Linked DNA regions of Rattus norvegicus: region 1 is linked to region 2. A link is a contact called in public Hi-C data. All regions are on one chromosome and are shown on one strand. Each heading gives the region's core, a stretch centred on a gene start, on an enhancer-like site or on the middle of the called end of the contact. The rest is flanking DNA. Distances are from core to core; before and after follow the strand shown. Region 1 holds the start of Prkag2 (protein kinase AMP-activated non-catalytic subunit gamma 2). Region 2 overlaps Kmt2c (lysine methyltransferase 2C).

What was found. Hi-C and Micro-C count contacts between places; a contact is called where the count stands out from the background.
Region 1: a Hi-C map of liver shows a contact between it and region 2, with 3 times the contacts expected there. The contact joins the promoter of Prkag2 here to the enhancer-like site in region 2. A contact is called at or near these places in 3 of 12 Hi-C or Micro-C datasets (kidney and liver).

Annotation. Positions count from the first base shown.
Region 1 is chr4:10,742,449-10,746,314 of GRCr8, forward strand. Prkag2 (protein kinase AMP-activated non-catalytic subunit gamma 2) reads left to right here and starts at 2,247. Exons shown (of 16, transcript NM_001398879.1): 1 at 2,247-3,017. The coding sequence starts at 2,904. All of the region lies in intron 45 of Kmt2c (lysine methyltransferase 2C), which reads left to right.
Region 2 is chr4:10,695,086-10,698,935 of GRCr8, forward strand. All of the region lies in intron 45 of Kmt2c (lysine methyltransferase 2C), which reads left to right. Among named protein-coding and RNA genes, the nearest start is that of Galntl5, 40 kb to the left of the region's middle. Within about 2 kb of position 1,651, at least 2 of the 93 cell types and tissues checked have an H3K27ac peak or open chromatin away from gene starts, as enhancers often do. A contact at or near this core is called in liver, where this site is marked.

The DNA of each region.
Region 1 (3,866 bases), core at 997-3,496, 48 kb after region 2:
TACGTTGCCACAGCGTTCACAGAGGGCCTGAGTTACTTCAGTCTCCAAGGGCTGCCTTTTGCTCAGAATCAAATCACTGTGTTCTAAACACACAGGCAATTGTCCTCACCAACTGTGTCACAGGCCAGGAGGACATGGCAGCAGTTTGCTCAAGGTCACCCTTGAGACATTTCCTAGAGTTTTGTAATCTGGTGGAAAGGTGGTTTTTGTTTTTGTTTTGTGTATGTATAAAGGTTTTAAAACAGAAGAGGCCACCTTTTTTTTTTCTGTTGTCTGAAAGGACACAGCAGTGACAACCCACAGATGTTAAAGGAGCACAAAACACGAGCCAGCAGCCAGGCTTTGGCCACCCTGGTCCACACAGTGCTTGAAATGGCTCTTTCAGAAGACTTTGATAGACAGACATTAGATCATTAACTTGAAGTCTACTGCAGTGCTGGGCATGGAGGCCACGATCAAAATGCTGGTTCTTGAGGTTGGGAGATGGCGTAGGTGGTGTGCTGGCACAGGCTTATAATTCTAGCAATGCATGTACACACACACACACACACACACACACACACACACACACACACACACACGGGAAGGTATTGATATAAGGAACATGTGCTTTCCGCCTCCGAGTCTTTCCCTCTGTCTGCTTGTTTCCTCTGATGGCTGCTTCTTTCTTACAAAGCCACAGCTTTCTCATCACATGGTACCATTTATGCACCCTGGCACCATCATGAAGAGATGAACGTCTCAAACTACAGAGAGAGAACACTTGACAGTTGACAATCCTGGAGTGATTTTTTTTAGGGCTCAGGGTGGCCTCCTTGGACATTGATACTGCACCCCTTCAAACTCCTCACTTCTGCTTCTAGGAATCAATCTGAACACTCAGTAGAACGGTGTCTTGGGGATCTCTGGGGGCTCTTTAGTGAGGAGCCAGGCTGGGGAGGAGGGTGGCAACACCGGGCTTGAGTTTTGATCCTAGGCAGGTTCCTTCAGAGGACTCTCCAGAAGCTGCTCAGGGATACTGGTTGGGGGGCTCTGGGGAGGGGGTGACTTCATTCTTGGTTTGAAAGTGTGGCAGCAGGATGTAAATGAACCAAGGAACCTGGCCCCTCTGCCCCACAACTGTAGTTCCTAATTTGCAGAACTAGGCTGGTAACATGGAAACCCACGCGATAACTAAACCCAGGTTGTTTCTGATGGGACGGATAGGTCCTTTACTAAATCATGGTCTTAAAGTGGTAACCACATCCTCTACAGTGGGAGAGCAGGAAGAGGGGCAGGAAGAGAAGTAAAGGCTACCACCTCCTTACCATCACCACCCTCATCATGTCTTCGTCAAAGCGGCCACTATCACGTTTACTCTACAGATGTAATATACAGTAATGTCTGTATATTACTGTTTACAGATAGGAGCAGATGGGCTGATGTTAGCTTCAGAGTGATGGAGTAATCTTTGGGCTCATCCGGTATTCAATTCTAAGCAGGAGCGGGAGCACGCCCCTCTCTCAGACCAGAAGCCAAGGTCGTGCTGCCCGGGAGGTACAACAGGGCCCTGAGCAGCCCTCGGTGGCAGATCTGCAGCCAGTGGCTCTGAAGATCCGGGAGCACGTGGCGTGTTCGCCCTGCTTTCAGGCTCCGACGCACCCATTTCCTCCTGTGGTCTTAGGACTTCAGCATTTACAGAGATGAGAGCGCCTTTGCAGAAGATCAAGGTTTGCTGCGCAATCTTTGATGAATCTGAAAAGAACCAAGTCGTGGAGAAAAGCCTGTACTCACCCCGCCACGGGCCACTCTGAACAGGAATGAGGGTCCACACGCAGCAGGGCGGCAGCATTGCGCGAAGCGAGTGCGGTCATCCGAGCCACTTAGACCCGGGGTTTCAATCGTGGCGTGGTTGGGCTGCGGGTGTGTGTTTCCGGGGGTTGGACCTAAACAGAGACACTGCAAAACCATGGATCAGAATCAGCTCCTGGCGAGTCCGGAGCCCGCTTACCTTGAGACAGAGAGCGCACGGCGACCACCCGGGGGCAGCGTGGGCCGCGTGGAGTGGGACAGTGGCGCCGCACGCCGCGCACTTCCTGTTCAACGCGCGCGCCGCCTGCCACCGCCCAGCGCTCCCGGAGTCTGCGTTGGTGCCAGGCCCGGCCCCCACAGTCCCCAGGGTGCCGGGGGACGCGACTCAGAGGCCGCCCCGGGCGGGCGCCCTGCCCTATTCTCCCCTAGGGGTTGGGGCGCGCCCTTCGGCCCGCAGAACCCAGCCAGCCGCCGCCACAGTTTATCCCTGCGGCCACGCGCCAGCCCAATTGCGACGAGTCTTCGCCTTTGCACCTCCTCTTCCCCCTCTGCCCTCCCTCTTGCCCAAAGAGGAGGCCCTCCGGGTCCCAGGCTCCCTGCCGCTTTATTGTGCGGCCCAGGGTTATGCATTTCTCCACTAAGTGTCTCTGGCCACTGTTTCCAACCAGGCAGAGACAAGGGTAGGTTGTTTTCCAAATTGCTGTTGTTAATTGCACCTGCCTGGCCGATTACCTCTGGGAATCTGTGGGAGGAGCCGAGAGGTGGAAAATGTTGCTTCGCTTTGCAGCAGGAGGAAAACTTTATCACCCAGCACGAGACTTCTGCCACGCGTAACCAAAAGCAGCACTGGCCGCGACGCTGCACCCGATGATTCTGTAGGAGAAAGAGGACGCTCCAACCCGGCATTCCGCGGACCGCCAGCCCCTCGGGTGGAGCCCCGCGTGTTACCTGCGCCACCCGCCCTCCCCGCGGAAGTCCCCACGAGGTGTTTTCAGGGTGGGAGGACAGTCATAAAAAGCGCGTGGCTACAGTGTAACGGCAGCAGCCCTGGGGGGCAGCGAGGGGCCCGAACCCCGGGAACAAGGCACCGGAATTAACTTCTAGCTAAAGTTATGGGAAGCGCAGCCATGGACACCAAGAAGAAGAAAGAGGTTTCCAGCCCTGGCGGGAGCAGTGGCAAAAAGAACCCTAGCCTGAAGAGGCGGTCACTGCGAGTGCACATTCCGGTGAGTCCGATCCCTGGAGCTCCAGACTCTGGCGGCGCCTAGGCGGTTAACACGGGACAACCCGCGCGCGCCGTCCTGTCCCTCCTGTCCCTTCGGGAGGCTGGGGAGGGGGAGGGGCAAGGCCCAAGCTGGGCCGCAGAGCCCGAGATTGGATCTTGGTCCGTACTCTAGTGGAGCTATGGGACTGTCTGGGACAGAGGCAGGGGTGTCTGCTGGGAAGCGAGTAAGAGAAGCGCGCTCCCGGGTGCGCAAAGCCTGGCGGCGGACTGGGCGTAGCCCCGGATCCCGCCGGTGCGGGTGCTGGGGAGGGGGTAGTGAGTTGTATTGTTTTGTTGAAAAACGACCTTGTGAAGTGTGGGGAAATGTGAGCGGAGGAACTGCGCGTCAGCGCCGAGGACTGAGGAAAAGAGTGGTGGGTGGGAATATAGCAGGGGCCACGGTGTGGCAGCACCCCCAAAAGGCTCTCCCTCCACACCAATTTCCTCAGGATGCATGTGAGTCGCGGCGGGAGCCCTTTGCAATGATTCCCTTGGTTTGGATCCAGAAACATTTTGGGCCTCGTGGAATCTGGGGGCTTGAGGTGTCCCTATCATATAATACAGGGCTGTTGCTAACTTCAGCCCAGATCACCCTGCCACCTTGGTTGGACTTTGGTGACATTGATTTAAACAGCCAGAGGGAGCAGCATGCGGAATCGCTTGCTCACAGCACTGAGCATCAGTCTGGCCTGCCCCAGCTGGTAGCCCAAGGGCACTTGTTCTCCTCTCTGTAGAGGGGGATCAGGAGGTGTACTCTAGCCCTTAACTTTACTCAAAGGGGAACACCACTTGGCTACATCCTGGCAGTGAC
Region 2 (3,850 bases), core at 401-2,900:
ATAAAAGACAAAAAAAAATGAGCCCAGCCCCCAAACGAGATGCATGTTCATCAGGGTCCCAACACCCGCAATTTGCATTTAAGTAATTTGAGGAAAGATCAATACTGAACTGTTTACAAGGGTGAGAGCAGGGGGACCTGGACTTAGTGACATCAAGATACCTTCTGACCCTTGCCCTTGAGCAAGACGAAGAGGTGGTGGTGGGTTGAGAGTGGAAGCCACCATGCTCTGTGAGGCATGAAAAACCCAGTCAGGACAAGGCCACCCACCAGGAAAGCAGGAAGGAATAGGTTCCATTCTGCAAGTCCAGTTTCTGGTGTGGTTTCCACTGGTCCAAGCAACCACAGGCTAGAAGTTGGGGTGGTTATAGGTATATCCCGTAAGGGCAGTACCCCAGACGCAGAGCAAGCAGGGAAGAGGCAGTGAGCAGATCCAGAGAGCTGAACAGAGGGACTCGGTTCCTCTGGATGCCCCCAACACCATGGTGTCTCAGAGTTAGTCTCAGTTTCATGCTTTATTTCCCATTAGTCTGGGAGTTGTCTGTCTCCACCAGCCACCATTCTGTTGTGGGTTCTGATCGTAAGCGATTCTATTATTCAGCAGCAAGGTTGTGGCTGGTGCTTCTCCAGTGCCCCAAGCTTGGGGAGTGGGTTTCCCTAGACTGGTACATGTCCCGTAGCCCTCGGCAACCTGGCTTTATACTTGTTGGCTTTCTGTGACTCCCTGCCTGACTTAGTCAACTGCATCCCTTGTTCTATGACCCCAGCACTCAGCAGTGTCTGCAACAGAGAAGGGACTCAATTAGAATTTACCACACAAAGACAATGAATAAATGAATGAAAGAAGAAAGGCCTGATTTTAGCACAGTCATGAACTTTCCTTCTATTTGATGACTGTCCAAGGTGCAGGATAACGTTCCAGAACACATCCACCCTGCCTGGCCGTGGGCCTCAAGCCTCATGGGAAAGGTTTTGGCTTTACGATGACAGACTCTTCGCTCTGGTAATTCTCATTTTCTGCAGTTGTTTTTCTGACCTCCATCAGCAGCTGTTGTCATCTGAGACTCTGTTAGGCAGTTGCAGAGAGGTGAATGGGGGATTACAGCCCCCACCAGGCACATCAGTCAATGGATGAAAAGCCAGGGAAGCGGGGCGCTGGGGGTGTCCCTTTGCCAAGGCAAACATGCTTATCAGCAACACTGGACTCTCCAGCTAGTTGTTCAATATTTAACAAATCCAGGAAAAGGCCTTGATTCATCTGGAAGAATTGTATCCTGTAAAGTACTTACCTTTCTTCTTTACTTTTTAAAAGATTTTATTTTTATTTATGTGTGTATACATGTGTGCCTCTGTGTGGGGATGAACATATTTGTGAGGGTAACGGGAGGCCAGAAGATATTGTCTGATTCCCCCTGACAGAGGGTGCTGGGACCCAAGCTCTGGTCTTCTGGAAGAGCAGCAAGTGTTCTTAGCAGTTAAGTCGTCTCTCCAGCTTCCCTCCCCACTTTGAAGACAGGGCCCACATAGCACAGGCTAGCTCAACTCACTTTGTAGCCAAGGATGACCTTGAATTTCAGTCCATGTTCCACCTCCAGAGTGCACACACCACTATGCTCACTTTATACAATGATGGGAACTTGTCCCCAGGATGTTGTGTACACTGGGCACTCACTCTCCTGACTGGGACACAACCCCAGCCAGCATTTTTATATTTAAACCCTAATGATCATGAAAGCAAACTGAAAATGTGCTTTGTAGCTGGTCTTTGCTACTTTGTGGAGCCTTCTCTTTCCTAACCTTTATCCTTCTGGTTTCACCTCCAGCCCCAGATGAGAAAGGATGTGGTGGGGAGGGGTGGATCCCTGAATCTAATATCTTTCCTTTTGTTTCTTCTTTGACCGAAGCTACTATCCTCTCTAACCAACCTCCCTACACAACCAGCAACTACCTGCTCCCATGCTGACGGGGGTCTAGTATTTATACACCCTCTGGAAAGTTTCTGGAACTCCAAAAATCACCCGGTCACAGAAATTATCTGCAGTTGGCCAAACCACACTTCTGCTAGAGCACGAGGAACATCACAGTCAGCTGTGGATAGTCCGAAGCTTCCCCACATCCCTACGCCCGGAATTAAAATGAAAGGACATTCTTACAATATTTCTGTGCTTTTTAAAGAAACCAAAATTCAAGAATTCTAAGGAAAAAAAAAGTCCCCACACACCCCCTTCTGTTTTAAGTCATTAATTGTTCAGTGTGTAGCAGGAAATTATAAACAGAGGCATTTTCAATGAAATAAGTGCTTTTCAAGTCAGTGGCCAATGTTTTCAGGAGACCTCTCCTGCTCTAATTTTTGCCAGTTTTGATGTATCAATAGCTTTTCTTTTCCTGTAGAAGAACTTTCCACAGACATCTGTTTACAGGTTGACAGTAGGCACTGTGAAAACAATTTTTCTTTAAATTGCTCTCGCAAGGGGATAATTTAAAAGCAGTCTTTCAAGTCAATTACTATTGTAGGCCATGCCTTAGGTAATAAAGAAGATAAAGGAATCTAGGGTGTAACAGACCTATTGGTCGGATTACTCTAGACACCAGGATCAAGTCTGTTAACACCCTACATTTCCCGTTTTTATAAGGTATTGACGAATCCCAAGGACTGGTAGATTCTTCTGTATGCTGCACCTCTAGTGCCTGTGATTTCTCCTTAGTTAATGGCCACCGCTCTACACGCCCTGCCTTATCAGTCCACCATTTTAAGGGTAGTGCCATCAGTAATTCAATAATGCGTCCCCCTATGAGTTTGGAAACTCAATCCCTATTATGTCCTGTGTTTGGGCAATTGGCACGGCCTGGGCTTGTTTTTGATAACTTCTATCAATATCTTCTGCAGGAACACTACCAATTCACTCCCCGTTTAATCACCAGCTATCTCTGGGATTGCAGGAATAGTAATCTGAGTACCTCACCGTTGTTAAAGATCCCTTCCTCATAAATTTATGGGTGTCCACATAAGGTCTTAACTTTCCTGTTTGGCATTTTGGTCCCATACATTTAACCCATCGCACACCTTGTTTTATCTGAGATAACTTTCTAATTCCTGGAAACCGGGTATAAACCTTCTGAAGTACTGTTCTGAATTCCAAGATTTTTGTGAGATGATAGTCACAGCAGCTCCTGTGTCCACCAAATATTCTATTTCAATACCATTTATTTGTGATTTTAATTTTGGCCTTTGATCATCAGAACACACATTTTCCAGTCCTTCCAAACCCTCCTGTACTTTCTACTGGAGAGGCTTTACCTTTGATATAGGGAAACAGTCTTCATCTATGATTCTTGGACACATAGTGAAACCTGGGAAGTGAATCCACCTCTTCCCAAGGCCATCCCTACTGTCTCCAAGGACAAAGAACAATCAACTCCAGCAGCTACTTTATAACATTGAGTTTCGGGGGCAGAGTAAGATGTCTACCTGTGGTCAAGTCTAGCGCCAAGCTGAGTGGAGGGTTTTAGTCTATATGTCACTCCTTGGCTGAAATGGCTTGTAAGTTTTGCTAGGGGGTCTGTGAACCAGGCTCCCAAGTTTGTTTTCCAGACAGCGAGAACCTAATTTGAGTATCTCTTTTGGACCTACACTCATTGGTCCAATGGCAGCCTTTGCCATATCGCCTCACACCCCTGGAGGTCTGGGCCGTCTTTCTGGTTCTTATTTAGAAGAACCATTGTCCTTGGAGATGCATTGTTCACAATTTTGTTTCCAATGACTGGCTGAAGGGCAGTACTCTGATACACAAGAACAGATCTAATTGATGGCATTACTATAGAACAGCGTCGCTTAGTGGTGTTAAGAGCTT